4 separate regions of the Zea mays genome follow, and all the other regions are linked to region 1. The links are chromatin contacts, called in public Hi-C maps. All regions are on one chromosome and are shown on one strand. Each heading gives the region's core, a stretch centred on a gene start, on an enhancer-like site or on the middle of the called end of the contact. The rest is flanking DNA. Distances are from core to core; before and after follow the strand shown.

What was found. A called contact is a pair of places that touch in the nucleus more often than the background predicts.
Region 2: a Hi-C map of leaf mesophyll shows a contact between it and region 1, with 4 times the contacts expected there. The contact joins the promoter of LOC100192592 here to the promoter of LOC100191316 in region 1. A contact is called at or near these places in 2 of 25 Hi-C or Micro-C datasets (leaf mesophyll and tassel).
Region 3: a contact with region 1 is called in a Hi-C map of ear, with 2.3 times the contacts expected there. The contact joins the promoter of LOC103643361 here to the promoter of LOC100191316 in region 1. A contact is called at or near these places in 3 of 25 Hi-C or Micro-C datasets (ear, root tip and tassel).
Region 4: a contact with region 1 is called in a Hi-C map of endosperm, with 2.7 times the contacts expected there. The contact joins the promoter of LOC100192470 here to the promoter of LOC100191316 in region 1. A contact is called at or near these places in 7 of 25 Hi-C or Micro-C datasets (bundle sheath, ear, endosperm and 2 more).

The regions. Positions count from the first base shown.
Region 1 is chr1:228,077,718-228,081,406 of Zm-B73-REFERENCE-NAM-5.0, forward strand. It overlaps LOC100191316 (Mitochondrial arginine transporter BAC1), which reads right to left and starts at 2,122. Exons shown (of 8, transcript NM_001279970.1): 1 at 1,877-2,122.
Region 2 is chr1:228,323,362-228,327,050 of Zm-B73-REFERENCE-NAM-5.0, forward strand. It overlaps LOC100192592 (DNA excision repair protein ERCC-1), which reads left to right and starts at 1,913. Exons shown (of 9, transcript NM_001137807.1): 1 at 1,913-2,233; 2 at 2,319-2,388; 3 at 2,498-2,601; 4 at 3,319-3,418; 5 at 3,515-3,591. The coding sequence starts at 1,956.
Region 3 is chr1:227,906,403-227,910,091 of Zm-B73-REFERENCE-NAM-5.0, forward strand. It overlaps LOC103643361 (replication protein A 70 kDa DNA-binding subunit B), which reads right to left and starts at 1,982. Exons shown (of 17, transcript XM_020546721.3): 1 at 1,521-1,982; 2 at 928-1,003. It overlaps LOC103645322 (putative E3 ubiquitin-protein ligase RING1a), which reads right to left. Exons shown (of 12, transcript XM_008668396.2): 9 at 3,342-3,689; 10 at 3,155-3,262; 11 at 2,911-3,084; 12 at 2,206-2,837. The coding sequence ends at 2,805. It overlaps LOC103643360 (probable polyribonucleotide nucleotidyltransferase 1, chloroplastic), which reads left to right. Exons shown (of 3, transcript XM_020546723.1): 1 at 1-79; 2 at 190-237; 3 at 340-477. The coding sequence ends at 462.
Region 4 is chr1:228,221,268-228,224,956 of Zm-B73-REFERENCE-NAM-5.0, forward strand. It overlaps LOC100192470, which reads right to left and starts at 1,986. Exons shown (of 1, transcript NM_001137690.2): 1 at 442-1,986. The coding sequence starts at 1,870. The coding sequence ends at 689.

The DNA of each region.
Region 1 (3,689 bases), core at 872-3,371:
GGCTATTCAGCTTTGGCCTCTGTATAGAATTCTTCATGAAAAAGCAAATTATAGCTGAGCTTTGGGATGGGGTGAATTTGAAGTGTTCTTTTAGGAGGAATGTCAATGAAGATTTACATAAGGGCTGGTTAGAGGTTGTGGAGCTGGTAGCTGCTATTCAGTTAGTTAATGAAGATGAGATGATCTGGCTATTTACCTCTTCGGGGTTATAATAATCACAATCCTTGTACAAGATAATAACTTAAGGGGATCAAACCAGTTCATGTATCTGCTATTTGGAGTATTAAATCCCCCCTAGAGTTCATTTCTTTAACTCATAATAGAGTTTTAGCTAGGGATGCCTTGGCCAAAAGGAGAAAGGTAGAGGATGAAGGTTGTATGTTTTGTGCAGATAAGGAATCTGTTCAACATGTGTTTTTTTGACTGTGTAGTGGCTAAGCAACGCTGGGTTTTGATCTAAGAAATTGTTGGGATCAAAGTGTGAGAAAGTATAGTTGAGATCGGGAAATTTAGGCTTAGTAACAAAAAACATGGATTATTGAATATTATTACTTCTACTGTTCTTTGGTCTATATGGAAACTTAGAAATGATCTTTGTTTTCAGAATACTGGTTGGAGAAGCATGGAAATGCTGCTTTTCAGGATTCTTGGGCTTTTACAGAATTGGATAGTTCTGTGCGCCGCAGACAAAAAAGAGATGCTGAAGGTTTATATGAGCAAGATCAAGGCATCGACAAGGATGGTTCTGTGGTTACCCAATGTAACCCATAGCACTGTCTAAAAATTCACAGGGGAGACACTGAAGATGATGCTAGTTGGAGCAAGACCTCTGATGCTTTGTTGACTGAGCAAGAGAAGGTTTCGGCAACCTGGTGGAGATCTTTGAACGCCTCGTTGGAGTTCGTGTAGTAGTTTGCTTGGTTGGTCTGTAGGTCTTTAGCGAAAGGACCTCTAGCTGAGTTGGTTAGGTGGTCTGAGTAGCACTCCTCAGGTCCTGGGTTCGACTCCCCGTGGGAGCGAATTTCAGGCTGTGGTTAAAAAAATCCCCTCGTCTGTCCCATGCCAAAGCACAGGTCTAAGGCTCAGCCCCGGTCGTGGTCGTTCTCACATGGGCTTTGATGCCGCTGTGTATGGGTGGGGCAGGGGTTCGGGGGTTTTCTCGACCTGTGTGAGAAGGTCTTCTTCTTAATTCAATGCCCGGGGGCTGTCTTACCCCTCGCAGGTCGAGTCTGTAGGTCTTTACAGCGTGGTCGGTCTTATGGTTTTGATGCCGAAGGCTCGGTTTTCTGTTTCAGTGTCTGGTTGCTGTAAGGGCATGTACAGTGGTGTTTAATGTGGAGTCTCTTAAGGTGTTTAAGGGGGTTATTTGCAAAAAAATCTTAGAGCCGTCTCTCCGTGAAGAGACGCCTCTGGCTCGTAAACCAAGTAGCAACAGACGCCTCACTTCCCACTATACGAATTTGTCGTCTGTTATATCGATCTGATGCTATACAAATACATTTAATTCTGTATTTATTAATAGACTACGTTTATAGACACTCCATTGTACAATAGAGTCTCTTAGTTGTCTCCTGTGCTTGGAGAACCGTTTTGGTGTTTCTCCACTGTACATGCCCTAAGGTGAATGGTACCCTGTTCCGGCGGGGGCTGGGGCTGTTGGACTTCTACTCTGCGTTGTAACCTACTGTTGGTCTTCTGATTTCAATTGAAAGGAACTCCAAAAAAGGCAGTGTAGGATATCTATGTGCTGATTAAACCTCGTCGTTTGGACCTAACATGGCTGAAAGCCTGAAACAAGACCAACCAAGAACGCAGATAAAAATTGCGGGAGAGCGGAGCATAAGAAGCCAATATCGAAGAGGAGAGAGAAATATACCTTGACCGTGTCGAACGGGTGGCCGACTACGACCTGAGCGACGCCGGCGGCGGATCCGGCGACGTACTCCTTGGCCGCGTCGCCCGCTCCGGCCATCTGAAGAACTGGCGGCAGGCCCAACTCGAATGTCTGCGAAGAGGGAAATGCAGAACTGGGGGACAAGCGGAGAGGATGGCCCTGTCCCACCGGAATTCCGGCGCCGTCGTATGACAGCGACCAGCAAATGCGGGGAGGAGAAACGAAGGAACGAGGAAGGGCCGGGTCCTGTTCTGTTCTGTCCTCTACTGCTTAAAAAGTAGATTCAATCGGATGATACTGTTGCAATTGTAATTAGGGCATGTATAGTGATGTTTAACGTAAAGTCTCTTAAGTTGTTTAATTGCAAAAAAATCGTGGCACCGACTCTTCACGAAGAGATGGCTTTTGATGGTAACCCAAGCAGCAACATACGTCTCACTTCATTCTATATGAATTCGTCGTTTGTTCTATCGATCTGATGTTGTACAAACACATTTACTTCTATATTTATTAATAAACTACATTTATAGACATTCTATTATATAATAGAGTCTCTTAGTTGTCTCTTGTGCTTGGAGAACAATTTTAGTGTCCCTCCACTATATATACCCTTAAAAAGTAAAATACGGTCCTAGAATTTAGCATATTGTGTTACTTGTAGTCTTATATCTTTAAATTCTCAAAATTAGAGATAGCAAATGGCATATTTTACCTACGGTCACATTTTACCCGCGTGCCTGCGGGATCCTATAGTGTGCGGGTTTAAATGTGAGTTTGTTTTGTACTTAAAATGTTGTGTCATTTAGATCTTCGAACTCTCAAAACTAGGGATGACAATGTGTCATTTGGGTCTTCGGACTCGACATGTTGTGCCTCTGGACCTTGAAGGTGATGACCTCTTCGGACACCTAGTTGCGGGTAGAATTGGACACCTTCTTGACGTCATCAAGGGCCTGGTGACCATTGCTGCTCTCGTGGTGTACTAGGGTAGTTTTGGTACGCTAGCCTACGAAGGTTGTGACCACCTTGATTGTCTTGTGCCCAACGGCTACATTATAGATTGAAGTGTGTACACCAAACCTAGCCTCGCCAGCTCCAACCCATTGAAAACAGATCGCATGTGTGTGTGGGGGGGGGGTCTTAGGCTCGAACGTTGTAAGCGAGCGGTCGCTTGGGGGAGCTAGAGCAAGTACGTTTTTTGACTTATGTCTATTGGATGCCCTTCACGTGCATATTTATTATGTGTATTTTTAGGCAAGACAACAAGTGAATACTTCGTTGGCACCATTGTGGCCTTTAGATGTCGTTGTTTGTGTGACGTCGCTAGATTGTCAGAGTCCGTCATTGGACTCCAAGGAGTATTTATAATTTTTTAGCTCAAGGGGCTCTTCAAATACTGAAGATACTTAGGAGAGTTTGAGGACTTCTTAGGCAACATCTCCTTAGTTCCCCTCGTTATCCACGAGGGTGCACCGCCTCAGAGGGCAAAGAGGAGGTGTTGGAGGCCTTGCTAGAAGGTCTTGGTGTTAGGAGGGACTATAAATCGTAATTTCTATAGGGACTTTTTAGACGTGGTCTACGGTGCGACCGTGTACGTTAAGTCCCAAATAATTCCTTTGAAAGATAATGACGAGGGGGGTCTTCAAATGACGCCAACATGGAGGGGTAGAAGTATCCTTTGACGGTACTAAGGACATGTATGTCGCCTTGGGGTGAATAGGCAAATAAGAACATTAGCCAAAACTAGAATTTTCTTACTCTACTCGAAGCGTCGATTCCAGTGGAATAAGATTAA
Region 2 (3,689 bases), core at 663-3,162, 250 kb after region 1:
CTCTAACAGTAGCATATAAAGAAAAATTGTACGACGAAACAACCTTGTCATAGATGTTAAAGATGACATACAAGTTATGATGTAGTTTCTTCCAGATGTATCATATCACATCAACATACCATACGATGGTTAAGTCATTCGTCTCCTGTCTTATTCCGCAACTCAGTTTTAATGATATTCATAGATGAGAAAGCTCTCTCCACAGAGGCTCAATCTCAAACTTAATTTCTAGCCATGTGATCTTGTATATTTGGTCGCAACTTTTTGATCTTTTATTTGGTGATTATGGTATTAGATGGCTGTATGGAATATCTTGTTTCGTACTCCCTCAGATCTTTTTTATTTGACGTTTGCTAGTGTAAAATTAAACTATCATGCGTCAAATAAAAGAAAATGGAGGTAGTAGTTTCTAAGCCCTATGGCTTGTAATTTTTTTTGCCTCTTCGGTTTAGAATCATTTGCTAGCTTGGGAATTGTTTTTGCTTCTCCTAGCTCGATGGTTTGCTCTCTAGTCTCTCCCTCCCTCCATCTCTCTAGACTAGCAGGAGCCTAGCATGTGCTGCCCGAGGTCTTGCTACTAGCCTAATATATAAATCTGCAGGACAAATGTAGGTGGTCGTAGCCTGCTCTTGTGCATGTTTGTTATCCTGTGCTTGTGAAGCTTGCACTGTGTCGGATGGATATACATACATATAACTATGACTCAGTGAGGCGAGAGGACAGAGGACAGACCGGCAGAGACGGCGCGACAACAGATGTAAGTTTGCAGCTCTTCAGCACAGTCCAGCTAGACTCGAACACGAGCTCTTCTAAAAATGTTTTGGACCTGCGCCCCGGGCCGTGGCCCAGGCGGCCATGGGCCTGGGTCCGCCCCTGACTGGACATGGTTTGGGAGCAAAGGGGAATGAGTAGAGCGGCTTGTGATGACAAGAGGATGGGTTGGGTGATGTAAATGAGTTAACGGATCTGCTAATTAGAAATGGTAACGGGTCAGATTTGAGTCGGATGGATTAAAAACCCTTCAGCGATCACACCCAAGAAGTTTACCTAAACTCGTCTGCAATCGCACCATGGGTGTCATTCCAAACCCTCACCTGAACATGTTGGGTTACTCGCGAGTTTTTTACTCATTGTACACTTTTAAATGATAATTCAACAATAAACAATTAAGTGTCAACAATAATTGAGTTATATCTAGGGATTTTAAGTCTTCTCACGTTGAACAACAACAAAATATTCCATGAATCATTGGTCAAGTTATTTATTTAAAATAAGTACTATTGTATCTTAATCATTTTTGCGCAAAATAAAAATAAACCAAATTTTGGGTCAGAGGTAGGTCACTCACGTGTTCAAATAAAAATCTACACCCACACTTACGAAACTTCGGGTCGGGTCCGAGTGCATTCGTAGGTCAAAATCTTTATCTATACTCGCAGTCGTAGTGTTTGGGGTTTTAAGAGTTAAATTTCCATCTCTGTGCCAAACTGCCAATGAGTTTACGATCTGATGTGTTTTTTGCAATATGAGATATATCAAAATACTTAGAAAAACATCTAGTTTTTATCATATTTTTATGATTTTTATATTTTTCAAAACTTTAAACGAAATTCTTAGAAATTTGAATCCCGATCAGCACTGAGAACGAGAAAATTTTCCGAATTTCGTTAAAATTCGTCCGAGAAATTATTCCCTGCTTGTGAGCTGTTTGGTACAAAAGCGAGTAAAACAGTTTCTCAAGCCGACGGTGAATCTCTACGAAACGGCCTCTTGGTCCAAATCAGGCCCATGGATTTGGCCCAAACATGGCATCCCCTCCGCAACTGCTACTCGCACATCTCCGGGCAGACAGGCCCGGCGGCCCCCATGGGTTCCGTGCAGGTGCAGCGTGTCGCCACTGACTCCGCGTCCGTCCGTCCCCCATACGGCCACGCCTCTGGGTCTCCCGCGCTGCCATGGACGGGGGAAGAGAGCAGCAGGCGCCGCCGGAGTCGCAGCCCGGTAAGAACCTCATCAAGATCCCGTCCTATCAGGAGGTCTTCGGCACCGGCGCCTCCACCTCTTCCTCGAAGCCGCCATCCTACAACCCTCCTGTAGCCACCTCCGCCGCCGCCGCCGCTTCATCCTCGTCGTCGTCCTCGGGATCATTCTCGCAGGCTTTTTCTTTCCTCAAGTCCTCCGAGTTCTACTCACCTCCGCCGCCGCCGCCTCCCCAGCCCACCACCACCCCGAGGTACCTATACTGTCCTCCCTCTCTCCCTCTTCTCAGTACCTGCGACGCCGGCCTCGACTCTGACGTGCCAGGTTTGCTGGCGCAGGCCGACTCAAGCTAGCCCCTCAGCGCCGACTCCCCAAAGCAAGAACTCCATTCTCGTCAGTCATAGGCAGGTACTGGGGCGTGGTTTGTGGCACCATGACACTTTTGACCTCTTTGAGGTTCTTGTCCCCTTGTTCTAAAGCAAATTTCGTGTCTTTTTTATTCATTCTTGTTCGACAGAGAGGAAACCCTCTGCTGAAGCACATTAGGAATGCTAGATGGACGTTCGCCGATGTCGTGCCGGACTATGTGCTTGGGCAATCGTCATGTGCCTTGTACTTAAGGTTAGAGCAACTCCAATAGTTCTTTAGAAAAAAGCTTCCTAAACCTATGTTTAACAAATTGCTAAATAGTTATTGGGAGTAAAAAAAATAGCTTGGTCTCCAACAATTCCTCATATTTAGACAATAGTTGTGTCACGCACGTCAAACCTGGCGGTCTCGCTACACGGAAAATGAAAAAAAGACCACGCTAGACTTGGCTACCTCGCTATGCGGGAAATAAAAAAAATGAACACGTAGTTGTAAAGAAATTGAAGACAACTACATTTAGGGAGTTGCTATGGAGTTGCCAAATCTGGAGAGTAAATGAGGTTGGATAACAAGTAACTAATTTAGCAAGTCCATTTGAAGAACTATTGGAGAAGCGTTTTTCTATTTACTTCTTAAAGTTAAGATTTACAGAGTTGTTTAGAGAACTATTGGGCTTATCGTGTCTTCAGTGATAGTCTTTAGAAATCCTGAATTGGACTTGTGTAGATTAGTTGAATGTGAAATCTACCAGGAGACATCATTTTCATGCCTGTATATTATTAGACAGTGTCATGAGGTATTCTTTTGTTGTGAGCAAAAACTATCTGGTTTTACTTCTCTGAGCTGTACTGTGCTGTAGCAATTATCAATGTTGATTAGTATTAGGGCAAATGGTGCCACAGAGTGTGTTTGTTGTGGTTCTGTTGTACTGTGGTTTTTACCGTTCAGTTTCTGTTGTTATGGATGCAGTATCAGGTACCATCTTCTACATCCAGACTACTTGTACTATCGGATAAGAGAGCTGCAGAAGAATTTCAGGCTGCGTGTCATCTTGTGCCATGTTGATGTTGTAAGTTTCAGTCACTTAACCAACATACCTGCTTTCCCAAAGTATAATCACTTTGAAGCATCTCAACTTAAAAATCTAGCATTTTCGCTGTCATAGGAAGATGTAATCAAGCCTTTGCATGAAATTACAAGAACAGCGCTGCTTCATGACTGCACCCTTTTGTGTGGTTGGAGGTATTTTTCTCATAGTAACTCTAATGTGAGTGGATTCAATATTTTTTGGGGTCCTGTTCGTTGTGAGCTGTCCTGATTGTTATATCAGTTCTACATAA
Region 3 (3,689 bases), core at 732-3,231, 170 kb before region 1:
ATTTGGTGGAGATGGTAGCCCACTTATACTTTCTGATATTACTGGAGCTGAAGATGCCTCTGGTGACATGGATTTGAAGGTGTGACATGTATTTTGTTCTGAATTTGGTACTTGGAACTGCATTAGCATGGTCAGTATATGTTGTTCTGTTCAAAGCTCAGATTTCTTATCTGTAAGCCCTTGTTGCAGATTGCTGGTAATGAAAGTGGCATATCTGCATTTCAGATGGACATTAAGGTTGTAATGACGATATAGATTTGGAAGTATTTGTCATGCATTTTTGCTATTAGGAGGCTTTGCTACATTGGTTAAATCTGTCTGGTTCTTGCACTGTGGCAGGTAGTTGGGATAACTCTACCTGTGATGGAGAAAGCACTCCTTCAAGCTAGGGAAGGGAGACAACATATTCTAAGTAAGTCTGTACTAAGACAAAGTAGCTGTAAAATGTGTAGGGCAAAATGAATCACGACACCACTCTGTTTCTCCCCAAAAAAGTATAGTTCCAAGAAACTGTTGCGGGACATAGTAACATCTAAGCAAGTGCCACATGACCACACCTATTCTGAAAAAATGCAGACAGCCTATCCATGGACACCAAATCAACATAATAACAAAGAGAGGACTGTATGCCTGTATCCATGTCTGTATCAAGCGAAATGGGAAACAACTATCTACGCATGCAAATAGAAGAGAAAGTAGCTGTAAAATGTGCAGGACAAAATGAATCAAGACACCACTCTGTTTGTCCCCAAAAAAGTAGAGTTCCAAGAAACTAATGTGGGACATAAGGACATCTAATCAACGCTGCAGAAGAGGGATGGTGGACATAAGGACATCTAATCAACAACTATCTAAAAATGCAGACAGTGTATCCATGGACACCAAATCAACATAACCAAGAGAGGGATGGTGGAAGGAGCCGCTCACCTCGAATAGCTGCAGAAGAGACCGAGAGGAGAGCCTGAGGACTTGCGCGTGTCTGCCCTGCTGCTACGTAGCAGATCTACAAGAACAACAGTTCCTATGAGCTAACACACATGACGCAATCAAGAGACGACCAAGAACCAACACAAGAGAAATTAGCATCAGAAGAAAGGAACGGACGATGAGAACGACGGAGTCGACGAGGAGAAAGGCGCTTCCGCCGGGTACCAGGCCGACGGAAAGAGGAAAACACCAGCGTAGGGGCTCCATATATGTAGCAGAAAGCTGCGGGATGGGCGCTATGGTGAAGGACACGAGAACAGTGAGGCTGCACTGTTGATAAAGCACAGGCGACGGGACGGAAGAACAGCGAAGGGGCTCCATATTTGTGGGATTTTAAAATACGGTGAACAACCCTCACCTAACGTCATGGGCAGAGGCACCGGAGCACAGCGACGCGTGACGACCTCCACAGGAGATTTACAGCGGCGCAATGGCCTCGCTAACGGCGATTTTCGAAAATCGTAGATCTACAGTTGCCAACGCGTTGTACCCCGGTGCGTGCGCTTTTGGAGAAGGCGAGGCGGCGCACTCACCTGGCTAACGGCGAAGCGCCGGCCGCAAGCCCCCGCCGTCCTTGGCCCGTGCCGCTCCGTCGCAGATCCGGCCGCCGCGCCGTTCGTGGAAGACCCGGTCGGAGCCGTCCAGGTCGCGACACGACTCCCGGGGCAGGCGTGGACGAAGCCAGCTCCTCTCTCGCAGGCACGACGGCCGTCCTCAGGCGCGGACGCCGGCGCGTCGCCGTGGGAGGCCGTGTCGCAGAGGCCCAGGTCCGAGCCGTCCATATCGCGGCACGACTGTCGGGGCACGTGTGGACGAAGCGATCCCCTATCCCGCAGGCACGACAGCCGTCCTCAAGCGCGGACGCCGGCGCGTTCCCGTCGGAGCCCGTGTCGCAGACGCGAAGAAGACGGGTCGCTGGGAGAAGACGGGTCGCCGGTGGAGGAGACAGGTAGACAGGTCAGTGGTGGACGTGGCTCCAACTGCACGAAACGCTGTGTAGACGGTACCACACACGCACGCGTCGGTGCGTAAGACGCTGAGATCGCGTGAAACACTCTCAGGGCAGCACCAGCGTGTATCCTTTAACTAGAAGTAATGCCTAGCATCTCACAGTTTTAAACAGTGCAAAATGCGAGTTTCTCAAGGGCGTAGCGGCGTTGTTTTCTAAAATTGTTGACTCGACCTTTTTTGTGTGGAAGAAACTGCCTGCTAACAACATTCGCAAAGGAAGAATACATTGCCTTGTAGTTTGTATAAGTACAGATATAATAAAATAGTAACACTCTGGTATAACCAGCTCAAGGTTAAATACGACTGTCCTTGTGCCGTACAAAGAAACGACAAAAAAAGTAATTTCTGTTACATATATATTTTTTATAAGATTTATGTTACATGTATCTGGGAAGTCGTTCGCAGCACGGACTGGCTGCCGCCTGAAGAATATGAACCGATGAATTACAAAAGCTGAAACTGGTGAACTGTGGAAGTAAAACAACTTGACCACTCGAGGAAATAACTCAGCCTTCACCCAACCGAGAAATTCCCCCAAATGCCGGCAGTGGAGACCAGATTTTGGGTTGCAGCGAGGTGAACTGTGGAAGCCAATCTGACTCTTCTGAAACTATTCGTTGACAACGTACGCACATTTATCTCACATCTCACAAGCTAATTATACAACAACTAGTCTCCCCCAACGTTTTTTTTCCTTCCAAGTTGTATTCAAGAGCCCAAACCTGTCATTTCGTCAAGGGATCACGATGAAGATATGTATAAACAAAAAACACTTCCATTTGAACTAATGGGCCTTCACTCAGCATCTAGTTAGCCACTTTTATGGCATACACCAGCTCCTGAAATGAAGAGTATAACATTTAGAATAAACGTGAACGGGTCTAATCAGATAATCTAAGTGTTTGATCTCACCAGAACCCCATTAGGAAATGTGAACGAGGAGCGCAAGTCTGAAAGGCGTTCCTCCCCTGCGAGCCTTGCTTTGTCAGGACCGCATGTATTAGTGCTGACAGGCTTGCTACAAGAAGGCTTCAGCGCATACATCTCAACTTCTTCATCTTTGTGAGATGTCTGACTGGCGACAAACTACACAGAGACATTCGTCTGTAAGTTCTGATTTCTGACGATGGACACAAGTGTTTCAACAAGTACTGACCTGACAAAGTTGTTTGATGGACAGAGTTGGGCCGCAACACAGATATGACTTCTCCAGATTTGGTGCCGTTTGTCCATCAAGTGGAAGCAGACAAAGATGTACATCACGCTGTCAAATAAAGTTAGTAACTAAGCAATGCAACACTCCAATAAACAAGGAAACATATCACGTGCACTTTTGTGTTCACCTCGCCTTCATTGTCGTCAGAATTTCGCAAGCACTCAACCAACTTGATCATGCGCCCACCCTTGACCATCCTGCCATTTGAACCACTGAAGCTACTGTGGCGAGTCTGACTGCGAGTGCCATTCTTTCCCCATGCTCGTAGAGGAGATGTGCTGAAATTTTCCCTGGATATTCCTACATCATCCTTTTCATCAGAAGCAACCTCATCATTGCATGCTCGGGCAGGTGAAGAACGCGGTGTTGGCCATTTTGGCAGTCGTTTCTGCTTTTTCTCTGGGGAACTCTCCTCCGCAGATGAGGCCTCTTTGCTACAGCTTTCACCGTTTCCATCCTCTTCATCTTCAGAACA
Region 4 (3,689 bases), core at 736-3,235, 140 kb after region 1:
CCATCACTATGGGCAACTCTGTTTTACTAACCCTGGCATGGTCCCCCATCAGAACCAAAGACATTCAACGATACAGATCACCGCGCTCGCACACACGTCATGCCTTGACCAGGATAAGTCAACAAGTACAAGATTACGAGATCAATGAACAACATGAGAAGATGTTATTGACCGAAGTGAAGCACTTTAAGCCTTTTCATGAATTTTACTTATCTTTTTCCATTCTCTCCTCTAGGGAGGAACAAATGTAAGCAAACCTACCCTTAAGCTATAAAAGGGAGGGCTGGTAGCCGAAGAGGGAAAAGGGAACATAACGCAAGACAACACGGCCACCACGGCGGACTTAAGTATGGACATTCCATCCGAACCAGTATAATCATTGCATCCTACTTGCATACTATCCGGACCTAAAACATGCATCACTCGAAACACCGACAAAATGTTGCATCATGCTTTCACAACTTGATTTCAATTTTTTTGGCTTGAAAACCATGAAAGAACACTATACTTCGGATGTTGATTTTAAGGATGTGTTGATGACTTACAAAGAAGGAAGAAACTTGGAACAAATACTTCCTAGCTAATGCAATCAAACAAGTGTAACTTGCATTGCCGAAACCACGGTTTAGCTATCCAGGCTTAGGCGGCTATGAAAAAAACACCCATAGAGACAAAATGACCACAGTGGCTAGTAGTTGGGGAAGAACCATCCACGGCGCGCCCACCCGGCCGATTCTCGCCGGCCGTCGTCAGGTTTGATGGTCAAGATCTCCAGGTGGCGCCCCCGCTGTCTTTCCATGCCCAACACCCTGACGACCCCGTCCGGGTGGCCACGGTCGACGAGGTAGATGCGATTGACGCGAGCGCGGTACCAGGGGAACTCCGCCCGCGAGAGCGCGAACGCGCGATTCCGCCCCAGGAACAGACTGTTCCATCCGAGGTCCACCACGCGCACCAGCCGCACCGTCCTATCCCCGAGCCAATCCACCCTGTGCACCTCCACCGCACGCGCGAACCCGCTGCCGATCTTGATGCCCCCGTCGTCCACGCCCGCCATGTCGTCGTCCGAGTTGTACATGACGTCGTCGTGCACCGAGACGAGGAGCAGCTGGCGGTCACACTCCACCAGGTGCGTCTCGACGACGCGCCTCCCTTCGCCAGGGAGCTTGTCGTTGTCCGAGACGACGGCGTCGCCGTTCGCGTCGACGTGCTCGAGTGGGATGACCGCGGGCGCGTCCCCGTCGACCTCGCAGATGCAGATCGAGGACTTGAAGGCCACATAGAACCGCCCCCTGTAGTGCTCGACAGCGGCGTAGCCGGTCACGCTGAAATCGAGCCGCGTCCACGCCCCAGTGACGGAGCTGTAGTACGCGAGGCAGGTCGTCGGGAACCCGACGGCCACCGCGGCCCACTCGGTGGCCGTGGCGGGGTCGCCCGACAGCACGATGGTGGTCAAGTCGAGCCACTTCTTGAAGAAGCCGATGGGCGGGAGGCGGACGCGCCTGCCTGTCAAGGGGTTGAGGAGGAGGATGACCTTGGGGCTGATCCTCGGGTCCGAGAGCGCGAGGTAGCCGTGGGACGAGGAGAGGTACTCCAGCCCCGATGGCACGTTCGCGGCGAAGGGCAGGAGGGCGACGCTGGGGGCGAGCCAGAATGACGAAATTTCGCTGGCGCCCTGGCCGGAGCGGTCGGTGCGGGAGCCGACGAGCCAAGGGCGCGGGCGCCACGCGGCGGCGGCGGCGCCCCAGTCCGCGCAGACGGCGCGGAAACGGACGCGGTGAGCGTCGGCAGGGAGGAGGGCGAATATGCTGAGCAGCAGGTCCGCCGGCAGAGAGGACCACCCCGTGCCGCCCCTGCCGCCGCACGCCATGCCCGGCTGAGGCGCCGAGGAGAGGGAGAGGTTATGTCCAACTCCAACCTGTCTGCGCTCGGTGTCTTTCACGCGGCTGGCTCTGGCTTGCCTGCCCAAGCAAAGAAGGGGCAAGGGGGCTCAAACTGAAGCATAGCGGTGAAAAATGCAGCGTTCGCTGAAGTCAACATGCGCGGCTGGTGCGGAGCGGAGCCGATTTTTTTTTATTTTAGTCCTTTTCTTAAAAAAAATCACATTTAGATTATATATTATTTAATGTCGTTTTTACCATTTAGGCTGGCTCCAACAGCCGACAGGTAAAATGGGCAGGCAAAAAGTTTTTTACCCTGTGTATGAAGAAATACATGTCCTCTTGTTTCCAACAAAGAAGGTAAAATAGCTGAATGGAGAGTAGTGAATGATAAGAGACAAACATGGGACCAGATATCAGAGGCACAAGAAAAAATGTCTGGTTTCCATCGCACCATCTAAATTCGCTTTTCTCTCTCCTTAATATCATTTTGCCTGGCTAGGATGGCTCCCCTTTTGGAAACGTGTAGCATAACATGAAGAGACAAATTAGCTTTGGTTGGCCATTTACATGGTCTATTAGAGCTAGTCTTACTCGACGCTATAGTCTATAGCGTCGAGGTACCAGATGTGTCAGACTCTGATGTTGAGCGGTCACGTACAAACTCGCTGCCATATGAGCGGCATTGACTCGGTTGGAACTCGGGAGCTCTGCTTAATAACGAAATCTATTCAAACAGTAACAAATCTAGCTAAAAATATTGTAGAGGTCATAAAAACGACTTTACTATATTATACAAATTTTTATAAACTTTAACAGTGTTTTGCTAGGATTTATAAAATTCCTCGGGATCCGCTGATCCCGTGAACCTCTCTAAATTTGCCCCTGTATTGAAACTAACTTACACTCCTTGTCGTTCCTTTTTGTTAGCACATGCATCCTAGTGCGCACACGTATGATACCTCCGCAACTACTAGTATATGTCGTTGTTTAAAATGTATTTTCTTTTTTCTTACAAATATGGTCTTTTATATCAACAAAATGTTAGTGCAGTATAGGAAAAATAAATCGGACCAAAATAAAATAAAATCAACCAAAATAATGTACGTAACTGAAAGCAAAAGGACGAAAAAGAACATAAGCTTTATTTGGCAGCGATCTCGGCGCCATAGGTCACGACGTCAAGCTACGTCAAGCTCGACCACGTACGCACTAACTCAGCCACGTATGCACCACCTCAACGTCTAGAGTCCTGCGTATCCTTCACTCGGCGTCATAGATCATGGCGTCAAGACGTGTTACTTCAACGTTGTGAGTTATGACGTCAATTAAAAGATCAAAAACGATATTAAATCGTCCAGAGATCTAAATGTAAAAAAAATAAGAAAAGGAGCTGAAATGTAATAAAAAATCGGAGAGCGGAGCATAGCGACATGCGCGCAAGATTTTTTCGGTGATTTTGACGGGGTCTTTTTTTTCTCTGCAGCGCGACACGGCGGCGAGCCGGCGAACCGGGACCCGGGAACCCCGAAAACGGGAGCTGTTGACACTGACACGATGGGTTCGTGGATGGTGACCGATGACCTGGTGCGCCTGCGAGCAGTATTGGTGTACCGATGCACGAGCCGGGAGCCCGGGGGTAGTTGACACTGACACGATGGGCTCGTGGATGGTGTGGTGATAAACTGGTGCGCCTGCGAGCATTATTGGCGTACCGGTGCACGAGCCGGTTCGGTTGGTGCTGACCTAGCTGTTCCGCCTGTTCGTGTTGGTGGGGAAGAGATGAAAACATGCAGACACGAGGATCCA